2 separate regions of the Mus musculus genome follow, and region 1 is linked to region 2. Evidence: chromatin contacts called from public HiChIP or PLAC-seq data. All regions are on one chromosome and are shown on one strand. The core of a region is the stretch at or near the end of the contact, and the rest is flanking DNA. Distances in the headings are between cores, read along the strand shown.

Region 1 (2,700 bases), core at 20-2,519, 540 kb after region 2:
CTCCAGGAGAGGGCAGCGCAGCTAACCAAGGGCACAAGGGAAGGGAAGGCCACGGGGTCCCCGGTGTCCTGAGCTTCTTCGCCTCAGGGATGCCAAACGGCTTCGTAATGACCAGGGCTGGGCTGTGAGAAATGTTAGGCCGAGAGGGATTTCGTGGTTCCCGGAGGCACAAGAGGCAGCCAGGTCCAGGTACCTTCAAGTTCCAGATTTGACCTGAGCTGCCAGCACTCGCGGGCAGAGGGGCCGCCCGCCAACCTGCGGGGCTTGGCAGCGGCAGAAAGCTCCTCTCAAAGACACCGGGCGGGATCCCGGATGCTAACACTCCCGCGGGGTTCCTTGGCCAGCCCATCTTGGGCAGAAAGACACCCGGGATTCACAAGAAGGGCAGGTGCCAGGGGGCGTGCCAGGCAGTCGAGAAAAAAGGTGCTAGAAGAGAGGATAGGGCCGGGCAGGTGGCGATGCTTCGATGGCGCGCTGGGAGGACCGATCGCGCTCACCTGGGTCATGAGGCGGTCGGCACCCGTGTTCTCCTCGTCCTTGAAGATGATGTCGGGATTGTAGTTGGGGGTGAGCTCTTTGAAGCGCTCAGAGCTGCGCGCGATCTTGCCTTCGTAGCGCCCGCTGGCGCCCAGGGTCTTCTCCGGCACGTTGGGGCTGAACTGCTTGTAGGCAAGAGGCACGAGCTTGCGAGGCGGCCTCCGGCGGCTGCCCACCACCCGGCCCGGCCCGCAGCCCCGCGCCGCCGGCACCAGAAGCAGCAGCAGCAGGAACAGACAGAACCGCAGTCGGGGCCGGAGCCAGGCGGGAGACATGGCCGGGTAGCCCGGGAGAGCAGCGGGCGAGGGCGCCTGGTGGGCTGATAGGTGGGCGCGTGGCTGGGACAGCTTCGGGGACTCAGGCGTCTGGGTGGCTCTTGGGGACTCCATGCGGGGGCGCCATGGGCAGCGCGACGCGGCTCAAGGCCGACGGGACTCAGGTGCGGGGCGGGGGCCCGGGGCCCTGGCTGGTGGCGGCGTGCTGTCCCCCTCGGCGCCTCGACTCTGAGCTGCCCGGCTCGCCGGCCGCCAATAAATAGGCCGGCCCGTTTGTTTTGGCAACGCGGCGACGGCGGGGGGCGGCGGGCGGCGGGGCTGAGGGCCGGCGGGCTGGGCTGGGCTGGCCCGGCCGGCGGACTGAAGGGACCCGCGGTTAGCACCCCGGCCCGGCGGTCAGGCGGCTCGGGCAGAGCGGGAGCTGCTGCCGTCTGCGGCGCAGCCCGGGGTCGAGTGAGAGGGGAAATGGAAGAGATCCGGGCTCGGGACCCGCGCAGACCGCACCCTATCCATGTCCCTGCCTCCTGCGCGCTCGACAGCGAACCTGCAGCAAGGGCAGCACAGCCTCCTCCCCCTCCGGCGGGCGGCCCCAAGGCTAGCCAGCCCTGTCCCGCGCGCTCCTCAGCCGCGCGTCCACCCGCCCGCTGCCCTTTGCGCCCCCTGCGCTGCCTGCGATTGTCCTCCTGACGGGCCTCACCCCACCCTGGTCTCTCCTTCCCGTTCCTTGCGGCTCCTGGGAGCCCCACCAGGCGCAAATCTCCTGGACAGGAGATGCCACCCCCACGGAGACCGCAACCCACGTCGCAGCCGGACGCAAGAGGGGGGTAGTGGCCGGACCGCACAACCGCCTACGGTGTCCCCTGCGGAGAAGCAAACCCGAAAGCTGGAGGTCATTCATAACCTGGTGCCCCACCCTGGCCCTGGCAACATTCCCTTTCTCAGCTTGGAGGAGCAGGGTTCTGTATTGACCTGGTGCACAGCTGGGGACCCTATACTGCCCAGTACAGAACTAGGGGATGCGGGTGGAGGCAATGTAGCCTTGTCAGGAGTCAAATAGGACTGGAAACACTGTTAAAAACAAGGGAGAAAGGCCATACAGAATAACAGCCTGAAGTGGGGACATCCACAGAGAGGGAAGAGCACTGAGCGTGCTGCATAAACAACAAACAAACAAACAAGCAAACAAACAAACGGATCCCAATCCACCTGCAGACGGGCACTGCCTGGGAATCACTCGCTCCTCCTCGTCCTACTTCAGAAGTGTTAGAAGCCACGGACTCTGCAGAGACTGCCCGGGAAGCGAATGAGGGTTGTGCACTTTAATAGAACATCCAGGAAGGCAGATGAATTATAATCTATACTGCCCAAACCAGAAGACGCAAGTGTGTTAACGGGCACAGATCACCACCACAATGTCAAATCTTGTGCTGTTTGCGACGGGTTCCACAAATTTAATAAAGTTATAATTAGAAAGCTCAATCTTCCTCCCTCACCCTCACCCTCAACCCCTTCCTTTCTTTACAGATGGAGTCTCTCACCTACGGAGTCCAGGCTAGCCTTGAGCTCTGGATTCTCTTGCTTCCATTTCCGGAGTGCTGGGATGGCAGGGGAGTAGTACCACCATGCTAGACATGCTAGAGAAATCATGATGCTACACACACACACACACACACACACACACACGTGCGCGTGCACCTTCCTCTACCAAAGGAAACCGTGATGATCTATATTTGAAGTTCAAGTCATTTGTTTTGCTCATGTATTTGAAAGAGGCTCTCAGGTAGCCAGGCTGATCCCTTGCCACAGAGTTGAGGATGGCCTTGAGCTACTGGCCTTCCTAACTCTGCTTCTCACGTGCAGGGTTTACGCGCACTTACAAGGTGCCACT
Region 2 (2,700 bases), core at 178-2,677:
ATAGTACACAGACATACATGCAGGCAAAACACCCATACACACATAAATAAATAAGGAAACTTAAAAGGTGCATGTGTTGGTAAACATTGTGCTTACACATGCTGGTTGAAGACATGTACAACGCACACACTGAAGAGGGATCTGGGGCTGGAGAGATGGCTCAGCGGTTAAGAGCACTGACTGCTCTTCCGAAGGAAGGTCCTGAGTTCAAATCCTAGCAACCACATGGTGGCTCACAACCATCCATAATGAGATCTGACACCCTCTTCTGGTGCATCTGAAGACAGCTGCAGAGCTACAGTGTACTTAGATATACTAATAAATAAATCTTTTTTTAAAAAAATGAAGAGGGATCTGAGACACCTCAAAAGAGATTATGAGCAGTGACTCACGGGTGATTATCTATCCTGGAGTTTTTCCTTTCCGCTTGGCTTGCAACTGGGTGGACAGACGCCCCTTTTCATTCACAAGAACGGGTGCTACATTATTTCTGAACAAAACAGCACCTGCAGTATGTTTACTGTCCTTGCTGACTATGAGCACGCGCACGCGCGCGCGCACACACACACACACACACACACACACACACACACACACACACACACATTCAGTCTCCAGAGCTCTTGGGAAGGTCAAGAAGAGGCTGCCCTCAAACACGATCTTCATCTTTCCCTCCTAAAGGAGACCACGATTCCAAGGTGGCAGAAGATCTACAGGGGGCAGAGGCAGGGAGGGGGAAGCAGGCCATGGTTTCCAGAGACCTACAGCAGAGGGCAGCAAGGCAGATCCCCAGGTCCAGGGCAGGGAGGTGGAGGCCCTTGTTCCGAGGAGAAGGCAGGCGGCAGAACAGGGTTCAAAGGCACAGGTTTATGGCAGCTCATAAAAGTGGAGGTCGTGGCTCACTCAGAAAGGAGGAAGAAGGGAAAGGCCCTTGTGCCCACTGAGCGAGGGTCATGCTGAGTAGGAGAGATCTGCAGGGGTGCCAGGAGCCCCACCTGTCTGTCCCAAGGGAACCCCAAGTGTGAACTCTGGCCTTGGGTGCTGAGTTCCAGCTACAAGACCCCAGGAGTCCTACTCCATCCCCATCCAGTGCCCCCTCGCCCCGCCACACCCCACCCCCGACTCCCGTGCCACTTCTCTAGGGCTGGAGGGTGGCCAGCCCTGGTGGGGGTTGCCTACCTGCAGGTAGAGCCCAGGTCCTAGCCGGAAGTGCACCCCATCCCTGAAGCTGCAGAGCCAAGGGCGGGGCACACGGCAGCTCAGGCTGTCAGGCTGTTGCTGGGCTCTAGGTTCCCAGGGACCTGGGCACCTACTTCCCCACCCCCCCATCCATTCTCTCTGGGGCCCTATCTTCCCTTATATGGTGAAGGAAGTTCCTGGGGGGGGGGTGGTGGTGAGGACAAAGGTCGTTCGGTCTCCTGCAGCCAGCTTGCCACAACTTCCTAAGATCTCCCAGGTGGTGGCTGCCTCTTCCAGACAGGTAAGGCAATTGGGTGGGGACACATGGTGACCACAGGTGGTTGGAGGGGACAGGGTCCTTGCTTCTCTCTGGCAGCCTGTGCTTTCTGTAGCACCTTGGTATAAGTTTGGGGGTGAGGTAAGGTGCTCTGAAACTCTGAAAGAAGCAAGAAGCCAGCAGGCTGTCTTGGGCCTTCAATGAAGGAAGTTCACAGACCCCCTTTCCTGTAAGTCACCTTCGCTTCATCTGTGTAGATTCCCTGGGACCAAGGTGGCTCCTGGGACTCAGATTTCTACAATTAAAATCAGGACAGTCCTGAGACTTGGACTCCGTGCCTGTATTTACTACTTCTCTCTGGCTGCTCATTTCTGTGTTCATGTCTTACACATCTGAAATGGTTTCTTTGTGTCACCATTCCCCTGACACTCCTGGGAGGTCGTATCCTTGGCACATGTATCCTGGGATGTAAGCTGCAGCCACCAGGAGAGAGGGGGAGAGTCAGGAGCTGTGTCCTAGGCCCTATTAGGCCTGGACATCACCCCTTTCCTAGAAATGGCCCCTCCATTTTTCGGTTACCATGATCTATTTTATATCAGAGTGGGCAGTGAAAGCCAAACCTGCCCAGAAGTTTGGGACTCACTCAGACCAAGGTTATCTGCTCAGAAATCCCCCTGTCACTTGAGGTTGGGAGAATCTGCCTCTGGGGGCTTCCAGGTCTTGGTTAGCAGGAGGGTATCCTTTGTATAGGGCATGACCTAGTCTATGGTGTTACTACATTCCTGTCCAGTTAAAAGCTGGAACTAAAACCCACGGCAGCGCCCAGGATTCTCTACAGTTGTACCCCAAGAACAACAAGACAGTAGATATGCAAGGATAGGTAGCTGGGGAGAAGAAGAACTTAAACCCCCCCAAAGGCCCACAGGTTCCGTTCCCTAGTTCACAATGCCAGTATGAGTGCTAGCTACTATGGGCTGTGAGTTGGTAGCTACAAGCATGAGTGATGTTCATGTGTGTAGTGTGTATAATCTGAGCACTTGGGAGGCTGAAGCAGGAGGATTGCTATATGTTTGAGGCCAGCCTGAGCTATAGAGCGAGACTTTGTCTTTAAGAAAAAAATGAAAGCCCAGCAGTGGTGGCACACGCCTTTAATCCCAGCACTTGGGAGGCAGAAGCAGGCAGATTTCTGAGTTCAAGGCCAGCCTGGTCTATAGAGTGAGTTCCAGGACAGCCAGGGCTACACA

The links. HiChIP or PLAC-seq counts read pairs in DNA pulled down with a chosen protein or histone mark.
Region 1: a contact with region 2 is called in an HNF4G HiChIP or PLAC-seq map of pancreatic cancer cells. The contact joins the promoter of Ihh here to the promoter of Vil1 in region 2. A contact is called at or near these places in 1 of 39 promoter capture datasets (liver) and 1 of 115 datasets of contacts at active chromatin or transcription factors (pancreatic cancer cells).

The regions. Positions count from the first base shown.
Region 1 is chr1:74,950,403-74,953,102 of GRCm38.p6, forward strand. It overlaps Ihh (Indian hedgehog), which reads right to left and starts at 1,270. Exons shown (of 3, transcript NM_010544.3): 1 at 498-1,270. The coding sequence starts at 812.
Region 2 is chr1:74,407,957-74,410,656 of GRCm38.p6, forward strand. Vil1 (villin 1) reads left to right here and starts at 1,428. Exons shown (of 20, transcript NM_009509.2): 1 at 1,428-1,480.